2 separate regions of the Mus musculus genome follow, and region 1 is linked to region 2. A link is a contact called in public Hi-C data. All regions are on one chromosome and are shown on one strand. Each heading gives the region's core, a stretch centred on a gene start, on an enhancer-like site or on the middle of the called end of the contact. The rest is flanking DNA. Distances are from core to core; before and after follow the strand shown.

What was found. Hi-C and Micro-C count contacts between places; a contact is called where the count stands out from the background.
Region 1: a Hi-C map of pancreatic cancer cells shows a contact between it and region 2, with 4 times the contacts expected there. The contact joins the promoter of Ccl1 here to the enhancer-like site in region 2. A contact is called at or near these places in 1 of 39 promoter capture datasets (the SN4741 cell line), 1 of 15 datasets of contacts at CTCF or cohesin (the NIH/3T3 cell line) and 3 of 484 Hi-C or Micro-C datasets (adipose-derived mesenchymal stem cells, bone marrow-derived macrophages and pancreatic cancer cells).

Annotation. Positions count from the first base shown.
Region 1 is chr11:82,178,260-82,182,749 of GRCm38.p6, reverse strand. It overlaps Ccl1 (chemokine (C-C motif) ligand 1), which reads left to right and starts at 2,938. Exons shown (of 3, transcript NM_011329.3): 1 at 2,938-3,081. The coding sequence starts at 3,006.
Region 2 is chr11:81,913,210-81,917,759 of GRCm38.p6, reverse strand. It overlaps a transcript of Asic2 not described here. Among named protein-coding and RNA genes, the nearest start is that of Gm46254, 5.0 kb to the right of the region's middle. Within about 2 kb of position 1,914, at least 7 of the 459 cell types and tissues checked have an H3K27ac peak or open chromatin away from gene starts, as enhancers often do. A contact at or near this core is called in pancreatic cancer cells, where this site is marked.

The sequences.
Region 1 (4,490 bases), core at 1,689-4,188, 260 kb before region 2:
ATACATAGAGAATTTCACTCTGGAGATGGATCAAGTCATCTCTGCAGCTCTGCCATGCTCAACACATGCCAAGGGGCTGGCCGTGGCCTGCTATGGAAGGACCACCTGACCTGTAACTCAGTAGCAGGTGGTAGACAGGGCTGGGCTGAATGCCTCTGGACAGCATCTTAGGATGACTCCACCCTGGCTGCCAGCCACCTGATCCCCGTCCTCATTCAGTGGTCCCTAGAAAATGAAAGATGAGTGACAAGGGCTCCTAACTACACGCCACAGAAAGAAGGCTTGCTTGTGTGAATGATAACAGTGCGTATCCCGAGGTCACCTCTTGTTTGCCAATCCACGATCATTTCTGCTTGCTCATTTCCACAGAGGCTTTATTGACCTATCACATGGTCCTAGTCCCTGGGCCTCGACAGCCATGTTGGGGTACCCATGTGTAATATGAAGTTGCTGGATGATAAATCCTACTTTTGGTCACTTCTTTCCAGGTGCTGAGAGAGCCCAGGAAGGTAAGGCATAACAAAGTACTAATGAGTTCCTCTTTTCTGTTTGGGAAATACTGTGGTCACAGTGAGGGGGAAGATGGGGAGCTAGTTGTTGAGGGACAGCTCCCAGAACAGGGGAAGAACCAGAAATTTCCAGGGCAGCTATGTGGCCCCTTCTTCACTGCCCGAGTCTAAAGGGTCTATACTTGCATTTGGCCAGTTTTTATATACTCACATCTCCCCTTTCCCAAGACCCCGGGGGTAAAGGACCAGAACACATCAGCCTCCAAAGACAAGGACATAGAGAGGCAGCAATGGGGTAGTAATTTTAATGACTTTGTGGGTGGCAGGAAGCAGTAGGGGTCTGACTGGCATGGGTCCAGCTGTGTAAAGATCATGAGCTGATCTTATTCTTAGATACCCAGGGCTCGAGTCTCTGCCTCCTATGCCACCCCCATTCTCAATATAGCATCAAGCCCAAGACTTCCCTCCTCGTGAAAGTCACCCTCCCACCCTCCATACTGTGGAGATTTTATCTCTTGGTGCTTTGACAATTGCCTGGAGTTTTCTCCTCACAAGTACAGGCACTTGAGTTTTGATTCTGACTCTGAAATGGAGCCAAGATATTCCCAGTTTCGACAAAGCTCCCTCAGGAGTGCCAAGAGTCATCACTGCCAAAGGTCTTGAAAAGCTCATTCAGCTCAGACATGCCACGGTAGCACGGAGCGAGCCTCAGTGGAGAGATGCGGGAAGACAAGGACTTCCGATTGCCATCCAGGCACAGGGGCTTAAAGGAGGCTGAGATTTGCCCGCAGGGGTTGGCAAATGACTTTTATTGGAGGAAGGGTGTTTGAAATGAGCAGATTGGGCACAGAGGGAGTTGGCTGGGAAGGTGGTCAGGTCGATGTTACAGTAAGGATGAGATGGTGGATATAGGAGAGCAAAATGGATGACTGAAGCTTGACTATTTGGGAAGAGTTCTAACTATCTAGTAGTTACACTCAGTTGGCAACAAACACTGAAGGTTTTTCAGTTGCACAGGCTAAGGTCAACATAGGTTAGCATAGCCAACCCACTGTGTATAGGCCCCATGATGCCAATGCCAGAAAGCTTAGCTGCTTTTTCTTGAGGGCCTCCTATGAGCTGCTTATCCCAAGTACTGCCCACTGCATATACTGTTTTTATCTGGCTGCACAACCCCATCTGCATCTACATCCCATGCTCTAGCTTTCTCCATGATGCTGAGTGAAGGGTGTTCCTCTGTACTTGGCTTTTCCAGACTCCTTCCCCTGCCTGACGTGCTGTCTTCACAGCAGCCTGCAGGACATGGTACTTATAGAACACTGTCTGGAAAGGGTCCTCTGAAGTCCCTGGGTGTCCCCAACATTCTCCTGTGCCCCCCACATGACAGATCTGTCTTGAATGAGCCGTTGTTGTGTTGGATGGCTCTCCATGGCTTGTCTATAGGTTGAAGCAAGATGGCTCAGGTCAGGCTTTGCCCCCATTGGCAATTGTCCCAAGGGTAACCAAGCAAGGGTCTGGATCAGAGTAAGCTGTGAAAGGGCTGGGGAACAAAGAAATAAAACTAATAGCAAATGTGTTGGCCAAACGTTAGACAGACAGGATCAACCTGTGGTATGTGTGTGTATGTGTGTGTGTGTGTGTGTGTACATGTATGTAGGTGTGCATACATGTGTCTATGTGCATGTGAACGACTTTGCTTTTTGAGATAAGTTCTCTCCCTGGCCTGGAGGTCTCCAACTAGGCTCAGCGGGCAAACCAGGCAGCTCCAGGGATCAGCCGGTCAGCCTCTCCAGCTCTGGGGTTACAAGATCATTCCACTACCCCTGCTCTGTATGCGGGTTCTGGGAATCAAACTCTGGTCCTCACACTTGTGTAGCAGGTACTTTGCTGACTGAGCCATCTCCCCAGCTCTGCATTTCATTCTTACCACCCGGATTTGAGATGTGTTACTAGTTCCATTTTGTAGGGATGTGCAGCTTAGAGAAGTTTGTGCAATGGCTGATTGGCAGAGCCAGAACCCAGACACAAGCTCCATTTGATGCAGATTGTACCTTCTCTGCTCTGTCCTTCTCCAAGGCCTGTAGCTGCTTTGAATGGAATGATGTGGGTTAGACAAGCTGTGTACGGGCCACTTCCTCTCTCTCTCTCACCTTTTTTGACTTTCCACTCAGCCAGGACAGCTCCCACGTATTTTGTCAAGAACGTAAAGATTGGTATCTGCTTCTGCACTTGGGGAAGTTCCCAAGGCCACTAGGCACCCAAACATACCTCGAATACGCCCCCCTCCTCCCAGGAGAGGTGAGAAAAGGAGTTTTCCATGTGGCCATTGGGTATGAGTTCCTTTTCCCTGGGACTCCCACCTCTTCTCCATGGTCTGGGAAAGCACCCCGGGCCTTCTGATAAAAGCTCAGTACAGGGTGAGGCAGGAGAGAGTTCTTGGCTCCACCAGACATTCGGCGGTTGCTCTAGAGAGGCTTGAGACAGAAACTTATCACCATGAAACCCACTGCCATGGCACTGATGTGCCTGCTGCTGGCTGCCGTGTGGATACAGGATGTTGACAGCAAGAGCAGTGAGTAATGGGGTCCTAGTGCTTGGGCCCAGGGAGGGGAGATGTATAGGCAGGCACTCTGGGCTGGGAACAGAGCTTACCTAGACATCATTGGCTTCATTTCTGTCCCTATCTGGAGATGAATGGCGGGCAGTAATGGGATAGGGACGCTGGGCGTGGAGGAAGGTTATGGACTGGGAGCACACATCTACTTCGTGGTGGGGAGCTCAGACCTGAAACCCATTCCTCTGATTCTTTTGCTAATCCTAGAACTAGGTGGCTGCAGAGACAGACCTGGGCCAGCATCCTCTTGATGGGGTTCCAAGACTGGCCCTGTTCTGGGAGGAGCTTCTCCTTCTCCTTCTCCTTCTCCTTCTCCTTCTCCTTCTCCTTCTCCTTCTCCTTCTCCTTCTCCTTCTCCTTCTCCTTCTCCTTCTCCTCCTTTCTCCCTTCTCCTTTCTCTTCCTCCTCATCCTCCTTTCTCCCTTCTCCCTTCTCCCTTCTCCTTTCTCCTTTCTCCTTTCTCCTTTCTCCTCCTCCTCCTCCTCCTCCTCCTCTTCATCCTCCTCCTTCTAGATGAAGTGGCTTTAGTGTGTGGAAGATAATTTTGATCCTCACCCTACAGACAACTGGAAGGGCCTATGGGGTTGTTTAAAACAAATTAGGATCCCTGAAGTCCAGAGGAGGGACTAAGACTGATTTCCAGTGTGACAGATGACAGGCAGGGGCTGAAGGAAGGACCACAGGAGTGAACAGCCAGATAACTATTATATCTCTTAAAGATGTTTTCTGTATGGATAAACTGGAATCCATGTTCTAGATTGTTCGGAAAATACCAACCTGAGGTCAGGGGACCTGCAAGTTTCTGTGAACAGCGAGACAGGAAGGATCCAGGGTTAGAACACAGGGATGTTGAAGGTGGGATGTGGGAGGAGAGCGTACAAATCAGCAGACTGGGGGTTACTGGTCCCTGAAAGAGGGGAGGGCCAAGGATGGGAATGTGGAAGATTGTGTGGGCGAGTGGACCAGCCACTTTTTGGGAATACCCCCTTTTCCTTCTGAGCCCTTGTGGAGTTCCTCACCCAGCCCCATGTCTGTGAACCAAGAACTACAATGTCCTGCATGCGATGGGATAACAGGTCCTCTAGGATGTGAGGCCAGAGCCCCGAGCTTAAGTACTAGCACAGTACACAGAGCCACGCACTTGTGCTGGGAGACTGGGACTGAAGGGGTTTGTATATGTGGTAGGAAGAGTCTCACCGTATGTGCAGGAGTGTGTGCTGAGCCATGGCTCAGGCAGGCTTGTGGTTTCTGTCCCCACCACCTGCTGGTTTGTAGGGTGCTCACATCTGACGCCCCTCCCCAGTCTTATGATTGTTGTCTCCATCCTAGAAATGTGTTGCTGCTGAGACAGAGCTGCACTGCAGCCC
Region 2 (4,550 bases), core at 665-3,164:
TATGAACTTTAAATGTGTTTAATTTCTCTTTGCCCCAGAACTTATCTTCCTTTTTCAGAGAAAAAAAATGCAAATAACAATGCACAATAAGGGCTCCCACAACCTTAGTGGCAATGGCCAAGAGCTGGAAATGCAAGGCATGATGATGAGTGAAGGAGCAAACAAACGATGCTATACTCATGTCATGGAATACGATTTGGCAGGGACACAAATGACTCCATGCTGTAAGTAATACCTCGGTGAATCACAATGGACACAACTAGGGGATGAAGAGGTAGCTCAGTGGTTGAGAATACTTGCTGCTCCAGCAAAGGACCTGAGTTCAGTTCCCAGCACTCATGTGGAAGATTCACAACTATCTCCAACTCTAGCTTTTAAGTATCTGACTCCTTCTTCTGGCCCCTGGAGGCACATAGATACCTAGCTGCAGAAGGCATACAGTGTGGTATCATGTGTATAAAGTTTGACTACATGGATGTAGGATTATATCTGCCTTATTGGTATATACTTGTACAGTCAAGGACACATGGAAACTATATATACTAGGTTTGATACTAGTATCCACGACTGGGTGATGCAAAAAGAAAGGCCCAAAGGTCTTCAAGCTATATGCATTAAGCTCCTCTCTACATTTTCAGTCTGAACTGTTTCAGCAAAGGTGTGAGGATCATCAAAGACCCAGGTCGTAGCTTTGCATTGAGAGGGGAGGACGGTATGACTGTTACTACAGGGGTGGAGGTGTAATCCCCCTTGACCTGAAAGGTGAATACTCTGTAAAATAAAAAGCATAGGTAGGTAGTACTCTTATTGAGTAGGTTTGAGGTATCCCCAAAGCCCATATTTTAGTGCCCCAAGCACAGCATAATTAGAAAAAAAATTTTTTGAAGACCTCTAGTGGGAGGTTTTCATCTCACTAGGCCATGCTCCTGAGGAGAGAGTGGGACTCCAGCCTGTTCCTCATATCCCTGTTTTTGCTTCCTGAGCATAAAGTAAGCCAAAACTAAAATTGAGAGCCCATAAGCCTTTATTGCCAATGGTTGATTATCTTGGATATTTGTTACAGTAATAGAAAGGATATTGTCACAAGTACTGCATACATTGCAAAGCAGAACCAAAATGCAGAGACTTTGGGTGGGAAGATGGGGCCTTTCAGATCCTCACAGCTCTAAGCACCATTTTAACAATGCTAAGCTGCTAGTGTGGGAAATTCCTGAAGAAGGGAGTGGGCTCTGCAAGGCAACATGTCTCCAGTACTTGAAACAATGCCTGAGAGTTTGATTATGGAATGAAAAGCTGGACGGTGCCTCTCTGGGGACATCCAGGTGGTATTCAGATGTTTTTATTAAGTGATAACAAGAGTCTGTGTGGGTTGTCCTCAAAGCCTGTTATCAGAATTCAGTTAATTCTCCATTAACTGCATGACATAAGTTCTGTGATTATTAACTCACTTGGCCAACAGATGAAAATGAAGGTCATAAAAGTTAGATAACATACCCAAGTCATACCACTAGGCATACAACGAGTGCTAGAAGACCAGGTATGTGACATTATAGCTCTTATATTTGACTCCAAGGCCACACAGCTTTCTTAGGATGAATCAGATTTACAATAGGTTCGTGGAAGCAGGGATTCACGTGGCTCCTCAAGGGACTGTGAGTGAGCACAGCAGTGCTCGCTTGCAGGGGAGGAGAATTCCAGGTAGAGGAAACAGTGGGCAGAAAATATAGCCAAGGGAGCATGTGGTCTCAGCTTCAGGAATATCTGAACCCTCTCATCCTTCTTTGAGGGGAGAACCAGCTCTTCTGTGACCTCCGGGGTACTTTCTGTGTGTGAGCATCTCTTCCCAGCTCTCAGCCATCCTGAGGGCTAGAGGCTTTTCTGGGCTGAGGATGACAGTCTGGAAATGGCTGAGCTGGATAAACAGAGCCTGCCCTGCTCCCACTGCCAAGCGGGATGAATACAATGTATTTTAATAATGAATGAGTGATTAATAGAAACTGCTTTGAAGAATTACGATGTGACGGGCCTCACTGTGCTGTGGAGCTGGGTATAAATGACTCTGGAATGCAGAATCAGGGCGTTAACATCTGTTACCAACTGCATTATAAACCAGGCTCCATAATGCCGCTTATCCACACCTCCCTGACATGTTATTATAACACCTCTCTGGAGGATGGATTAGGGGGAAATGTAATATGTATTAATCACCCATTGATATAAGAAGACGAAGAACAAGAATGTTAGGTTAAGGTACTGTCAGCCTTGCCTCTTCTCTCCCGTTGCTTTCGATTCCAGTCTCATTGGTAGTTGGCCAGGACAGCTTTTGCCTCCTGCTCTGAGGTTTAAGGAGTCTGACCTGGTCAGAGATCAGCTTTGTGCAGTAAATCATCATTTCTGAGAACCTGAATCTCTTCAACCTTCCTATAACTTCCTTTAAGAACACTGACGTTATGCAGATTGCTGGATGAGATTCTGGGAAAGAAAAGGACTTTAGGTAAAGCTAAAGCTGAACAAAGTGTGGGTTTTTTTGTTAGTAGTTAGGAGAAATTGCATCTAAGGGAAGGCATGGACCACACCTCTAAACTATCTGCTCATTTCTTCTTTTTAAAATATATCATGTGTGTGTGTGTGAGAGAGAGGGGGGGGAAGAGAGAGGAAGAGGGAGGGAGAGACAGAGAGACAGAAAGAGAGCTAAAGAGAAAGCATACTGTATGAGTATGTATAGTATATGCAGCCTTTTCCATTAGAGCCTGTGTTACAAGGTTGATATGGAAATCCCTCACCTCTTTTTTTCCATAAGCTAAAATACCCCTCCCCTGACACAGTGCCTAATACATTAATACATGTCTGTGTTCCCTAAAAACAGCCCAAAATGGGATGTGGGATAGGTGTCTCTCCTAACAGAAAGAATGGATGTTTGGGTAGTGGAAGCTAAACTTCAGGGATATGTAGCGTGGCTGATGTACAATTTCCTAACAGGAGGAATTCCTTTTGTCTGAGTTTTGACACAGCTTTTCAGCTCTTGTATCGCAATTTCTGACACGACTGAATGCTAGCCCATCTCCCAGTGAAGCTCCTTAGGATAGAAAGTAAGAAGTTGTCCAAACTGACCAGATTTACTAGCCCACCCCTACTAAAATTAAACAATAAAGACCATTGAAAGTCACTCTCAGACAAACCGACCTTTAAAGATTCGCTCTCAGACAACCCCTGCTGCCTAGAAGGAGCAGAGACCAGGCCAAGCAGCATGAAAAGAAGCAGAGCCCAGCAGGGCTGCCTGGAAAAAGTTTAGACTAGAGTCACCTGGAAAGGACACCCTTCAACCTGTGGAGCTGACAGCAGGCTGTGCAATCTTCTCTAGAGCCCCATATTTTGTGAGCTTACTGTGGGTGGGGTTTGGTGATGCAGATGCCTTTGAGTGATTTCTGCTCATGTAAGTAACCTCTCGCCCATATTCCTGTTAGTCACCCCAATAAAACTCATGGTTCACCAAGTTGGACTTCAGTGATATCCATACTTTGATCTGTCATGGGCTTCCTATCTGGAGTGAATGAGTGTGTGCCTGTGTGTGTGTGTGTGTGTGTGTGTGTGTGTGTGTGTGTGTGCCTGTGTGTGTGTGTATGTGTATGGGTGTGTGTGTATGGGTGTGTGTGTGTGTGTATATATGTGTGTTGCATCCTCCTAGAAAAAGTCTTGTCATACAATAGCCACATCTCTTCAATGTGTAGAAAACCAAAGAGCAACACCAAATACTGGAGTCTCTATTTCTGTGAAGCTGGCGTTGGTTAGGGGAGTTTTCAAAGATGAAATGTCAGCAGTCCATTTCTAGGTTGCCACAGGGTCTTCTCCTTGACACTTTGTCACCAACCCTTCAGGGCCAACCCCTGTGTTAATAATCTTTTAAGGAAATTCCAGGCCTCGATCCTAGGCAAACCCATGGGATTTCTGATTCTAAGCTGCCTGTTTCTCACATTCTCTGTTGTTGCTCCCACCCAACTGGGAATTTACCCTTCATGCCTGAACCACTGTGTTTATTTAATAAGGTCAAATTTCTTTCCTTTGCAAGCTGTTGTAATGTCACCAGGTGCCTGGCCATCAAGCTGTCTGAAGACAGAGAGCTAAGGGAGCCCCCGAGGGCTGTTTCCCAAGCTTGGATGCATGGCTCCCCTCATTGTGTCTGGTCCTGTCTCTTTCTCCCTGGCTAGCCTGTGAATTCCTCAGAAGAATCCATGTCTAGTTCAACTATGGTTTATCTTCAGCCTTAGACCTGTATCCAGTTTCCAGTAAACGTGCAGCATTTCTCTTGGGGAGTAAAGAGCTGTGTGAACACATCACAGAGAGAGCTCTCTGCCTCCTCGCATGATCATGTCCTGTAACTTGTTTCCTCTTTATCCTTTTGTGGTTCACCTACAGAAGCACTTCCAGCTTAGTGCCTGGGCATGGGCTACCACCTATCAGGAGGGTTGATCATGGCATCTCAGATTCCTGACTTGAAAAGGGGAACTGAGAATGCTTAGCCCATGCAGTTTGACGAGAAACATATAACCAGA